Regions from separate parts of the Muntiacus reevesi genome. Here region 1 is linked to region 2. Evidence: chromatin contacts called from public Hi-C data. All regions are on one chromosome and are shown on one strand. Each heading gives the region's core, a stretch centred on a gene start, on an enhancer-like site or on the middle of the called end of the contact. The rest is flanking DNA. Distances are from core to core; before and after follow the strand shown.

What was found. Hi-C and Micro-C count contacts between places; a contact is called where the count stands out from the background.
Region 1: a contact with region 2 is called in a Hi-C map of blood, with 4 times the contacts expected there. The contact joins the promoter of FBXO33 here to the promoter of GEMIN2 in region 2. A contact is called at or near these places in 2 of 3 Hi-C or Micro-C datasets (blood and muscle).

The regions. Positions count from the first base shown.
Region 1 is chr15:46,490,057-46,492,756 of mMunRee1.1, forward strand. It overlaps FBXO33 (F-box protein 33), which reads right to left and starts at 1,287. Exons shown (of 4, transcript XM_065906548.1): 1 at 484-1,287. The coding sequence starts at 1,085. LOC136146974 reads left to right here and starts at 1,088. Exons shown (of 6, transcript XM_065906067.1): 1 at 1,088-1,274; 2 at 1,486-1,574. The coding sequence starts at 1,088.
Region 2 is chr15:46,310,517-46,313,216 of mMunRee1.1, forward strand. GEMIN2 (gem nuclear organelle associated protein 2) reads left to right here and starts at 1,289. Exons shown (of 10, transcript XM_065906547.1): 1 at 1,289-1,451; 2 at 1,830-1,914. The coding sequence starts at 1,315.

The DNA of each region.
Region 1 (2,700 bases), core at 37-2,536, 180 kb after region 2:
TCCCTCCGCCACCACGAACTATTTTGATCGGAAAGGTTCAGAATAAAACAACAACAACAACAAAAAAAAAACAGATTAGTTTAGTTTCTCCCAAGACTCATTCACAGGCCTCACCCTCCAAGCTTCAGCTCTCTCATCTGTAAAATGAAGAATGACCGCGCCTGTCAACTCCATCCCACTGCTGCCGAAAGGATGAATGAGACAGTGCCTGAAGGCGCCAGGAGGGCTGTCTGATAAACACCAAGTCCATCACTGTTTATAAAGTATTAGGATGAGTCCTGTTATGCCCTCCCGCCTCAAGGAAATCGCCGGATTAGAACTGACACCCCCAGTCACTGAAAAAAGCAACGCTGAAGCGGGCGGGGCGTTTCCACACTAAATCTATTTCGAGGTGAGAGGAAGGAGGCGACCCTGCGCCCCGAGAAGTGGAGGCGGGGCGGGGGGGGGGGGGGAGGATGAATGGAGGGGCTGCCAAGTGCCTACCTGTTGTTCCGGATGCTGACTAGCACGCACAGGACCAGCTCTAAGTAGGTGCGCAGCACTTCCAGCCAACGGGTTGAGAGCTGCAGGGCTTCGACTTCTTCCCCGCCAGTCCCGGCGTCGGCGCTGCCTCCATCGCCCGGGCCGCCGCCGCCGCTCAGGTAGTTCTCCGCGGCGAATTCAACACGCAGCTCTCGCACGAACCAGCCGCACTTGCGCATGAGGAATTCGAGCCGTGGCTGCTCCGCGGGCGAGACGCGGAGGCAGATGCGGAGCTGGGGCCAGAGAGCCGGATAGAAGAGGCACTCGCGCCAGTGCGAGCAGGAGGCCGAGGCCCGGAGCCGGTCGGACGCGGACAGGAAGGAGAAGATGTGCACGATCAGCTCGCTGGGCAGCGACGCGGCGCCTGCCGCCTGCCCGCACAGAGCCATCCGGCCCCGCCGCCGGCTGCCGATCCCCGGTCGCCCCCGCAGTCCCCGGAGCAGCCCCCGCAGCCGTCGCAGCTGCTGCAGCCGCAGCCGCCGCCACCGCGCCACCCGGGCGGCCCCGGCTCGGGTTCGGGCTCCCGGTGGTCGGGGCTGCGGCACTGACAAGAACAACAACATCAATGACAAGGAAGAAGGGGGCGGAACCGTCGTGGGTCTCGGCGGAACCAAGTGCGGCACCAGTTGCGGAGAGGGGGAAAGGCCTCTGCGGGGGTGGCCTCCAGATAGCCAGCCTCTGGCCTCTCAAACTTTACTCACGCGCGTCCGAGGCCTGCGCTCTCCGCAACTTCAAAACCCTCGCTTGTACTGGTTAGGAGCCCGGAAGCGGCAGGATTTATTTTAAGGAACCGGGAGCCCTCCCCGCGCCTGGAGGCGGAGGCAGACCAGTGGTAGGAGCTGAGTTTGACGTCACCGGTGGTGGGAGGAGCCTGGGCGTGACTGGGCGCGACTTCCGGAAGAAGGGAGCGCCCGCTTGCCGGTAGGGAAGAGAGACGAGGCACGTGATTCCTGACGCACTTAGGCCGATGGGGCGGGGCGGGAAGCGCTGGTGGTGCCGGCAAATGGGCGCCCTCTCCCGTCCCTCAGAGACCACTCAGTTCAGTCAAGTCTGTACGTCGGTTAACTTGGACGCTCAGGAGGTCGAAGTAGCGTTAACTCGCGTTGGTGCGAGAGGTCCTGACGCTTTTCGTTACACGCTTCTCTGTTTCTGGGCTGAGGGCTCAGAGCCAGAGTGCTGGCTTGTGTCTTTCCTAGCCGTCCCGCCTGCCCCGAGTGTTGTGGAGAGTTTCTGAGAGAGAGCCCCTGAGAAGGGGAGCGGGCGCTTTCGCGGGCTCACTCGGAGGGGCTGGGTTAGGGAGAGGAGCCGCGCGGGCCGGGGCGGCGGAGAGGCCGGACCGAGGTGGTCAGTGGACGGCGCCACCCCTCGGTCGGACCTCGAAGTGGACCTGCGCGCACACCTGGTGTGTGGGGAAGGAATGAGGACAGCGCCACCCTTCGGATTTAGAGGGAGAGGAGAAAACAAGGCAAATGAGTTAGATCTGCGGGTTGATAATCGGCGTCTTCCCTGGCGTTCCCTGTTTTGAGGCCCTAGAAGTAAAGAAGCTGGTGGTTACGGTAAAGGTTTTCTTTAGCTTGTCTCCCCTCGCTTTGAGAGAGGGATTTTCGAAAGAGTTTCCGTTAACTTCACCACATCTTGGAAAGTAGTAAACTGGTTGTACCGGGCAGTGAAGTCAGAAGGGAATAGTTAATTTTATGTAACAATTGAGGATTGCATTAGTGAGGCTGCCGCTTCAGAGCCTTAGCTGTGATCTCGAAACAGCGTGGTTTTCTTGTAATTAACTTCACGAAACTGTTCTACAGGATATTTTTAGCTCTTTGAGGGCAAAATTCCCCATTCGTGATGCTTTGATGCCTTTTGGTGTCTTGTCTGTGATACTGAGTTGTTACCTCTGAGTTATCTGTCTTCCTTTCCGTCGCTGTAAAAACAACGACAAAACAACAACAACAAAAAATGCTTTCCTTCGTGGTAGATCACATCTCTGAACCTCTTGTCTGCAAGAGATTTTTCTATGTAATTCTTCTTATAATAATTTTATGAATGAATTAATGGGCAGTAATGGAAACAGCAATGAATTAGGAAGTTGAGACTTGGATTTAAATTTTTTATTTTTTAAATTCATTGAAATATTTTGAAGTGGACCATGGGTATATGAATCTTCCACTTGTAAGTAGTACA
Region 2 (2,700 bases), core at 39-2,538:
ATTTTTTAGCCAAATAACTTTTTAGTTTGCAGCCAGGCAATTTCTTTCCATGTCTCCCAATTATTTAGTTAGTATTTATAAGCACCAATTCTTAAGCGCTTAACCTAAGATTGTCCTTACTTTACTCTAGTTTAGAAAGTTACATTCTGGTTTTAAAACAAATTGCTTGCAATCTAAAGACTGATTTAAGAACAAACAAAAAAGCCTTAAATTAAATAGACCTTAGAAAACAATTGTATTCACTCAGAGCTTGTTTAGAAAAGACAGTACTTTGTTTAGAAGAGACTTAGTACTTTCATTATTTCTTGCAATTTGTGACCTAGCATAAGTTAACTTATTACATTTCTGCCTTGTTCACTCACTAGTAAAGAAGAAATAATAGTACCCCCTCACAAGATTGCCCCAAGATTAATAATGATAACTTCTGGGTGTTGGCATTAACTTTGTTCGTTGCACTATTTAAGAAATGTTTCTTAAAAAAGAAAAAGGGATGGCTACTCTAGTAATAAGATTCATTTTGGATAAATATAAACTGATCTGCGGCACAGCCAAGTACAAGAAATTCCTCTGGGAAACTAGTTTTACATTCATTTGGCATCAGATAAATCTGGGTTGGAATTGGCTCTTCTCTTCCGTTGTTCTTGCTCATTGGTGTCTGACTCTGCGATCCCATAGACTGCAGCACGCCAGGCTTCCCTATTCACCATCTCCCAGAGTTTGCTCAAACTCAAGTCCGTGGAGTTGGTGATGCCGTCCAACCATCTCATCATCTGTCACTCCCGTCTCCTCCTGCTATCAATCTTTCCCAGCGTCAGGGGCTTTTCCAATGGGTCTTCTTTAGAAGAAAGTTACAATTGTCCTTCACCCCTCTTTCAGTCGATTTCCTCCCCCACAAACCTTGCATAATACCACTTACTTTAAAAGACAGTAAAAATTAAATGAGGAAATGCAGGTGATGTGAATTTAAAGCTCAATAAATGATCGTTACAGTAACTGCTCATTAACTTAAAAAGTACTTAAAGTTCCTCAATACTAATGATGCATAAAAGTTAATAACCCTCGGTCTTAGAAAGGTATAAGAATAAAACCCAGAAAAAACTTCAGAACCACTTCTACAAGGAACTAAGTTCGCAGTCTTCACTACAGCACCGGACCCTTAAACTCTGGGACAAGGTTCAGGTTTGCTCATGCGCAGTTACGCCCCCTAAGGCCGGCCTCTTGCTCAACTCCGCGCCTAACGCGCCTCCATGTGCGCCTGCGCTGTGACCCCAGCGCTGGCGCATGCGCTGGGTGGGACGCTCTTCATTGAAAACTATGGCGTGGGTACCTGCGGAGTCTGCGGTGGAGGAATTGATGCCACGGCTTTTGCCGGTGGAGCCCTGCGACTTGACGGAAAGTTTCGATCCCAGCGTACCTCCGAGCACTCCCCAGGAATACCTGAGGCGGGTCCAGTGAGTGTTGGACCCTGTGCGGGTGGGCCGGTTGTCCTTACGCCCTTGGGGACCGCACTCGTACCCCGCTCCACCCCAAAGTGCGATAAAGCCCCACTTCTGTTCCCTTCCCATACTCGGTCAGAACAAAATCCCTTGATTACATCTTTGTGTGAGGGAGTTTCTGTGAACTTCATTTTATTAAACCTGATTACTCGTGACAAGATACATGCTCTTAGATTGCTTTCAGTCCAGATAATTTCAGAAATTTATTGTTTAGAGCTTCAGTTGCAATTCTGAACTTTGTAATTTTATATTGAACTGTAGAAGTTGGATCGCTTGTTATACTACACGTGAACAATAGTAATCACGTTTTTTGCATTTATTACTTGTTTGTAGGATCGAAGCAGCTCAATGTCCAGATGTTGTGGTAGCTCAAATTGACCCAAAGAAGTTGAAAAGGAAGCAAAGTGTGAATGTTTCTGTGAGTGTCATTACGCGTCAGGGGATTTTTTTTTTTTTTTTTTCCTCCCCGCAAATTAAAAGACGGAGGCTCACCCCATAGTGTCAGAACGTATCAGACAGGATCAGTTACAGTGTAAGATTTGACTGCTGTATGCTCAGTTAGACAATTGCTTGTACTTTTCCCCCAAAAGGACAGCAGGCGTTTACTGCCTCTAAAGAGGCTTTCAGTAACCCTGACATTCGTGGAGTTCTGCTCATAACAGTTTAGGAGCATGATCCGATCTTCATGGAGTCTTTAAATAGGTTGTTTATGCTAGCCTTTATTTTTAAGGTACCTTTTACCAGTTCATAATTATTATTGGGCTAGCGTTTAATCTTACTTAGAGTAGTTTGTATGTTTTGAATTTGACTAGGTTTTGTTTTTTAAAAACAGAAACCCAAGTGTCACACGTTTCTACCTACTTGCCCACTATGAACCTTTTCATTCATTTATTTATCCAGCACATTTTTTTAACTAAGCAGCTGAATGCTCCAGGCACTGGGAATACAACAGAGGATGAGACAGAAAAAGTCCCTACCCTTGTAGAATTTGCTTCTCCTGAGGAAGACATTTAAAAAGCAAACAATTATATATTGTGTCTGTTACTCTGAAGAAAGTTAACATATAATGACCAGTAAGTAACAGGGAGAACTAGTCTGGATGGAGTAGCCACAGAAGGTCCACTTGATGCTGTTTAATCTATGGTGGAAGAAGAGCAGCATTTTTAAAATTACTGCAGTTCCTTTTCCTTTTTTGTTCTAAGTA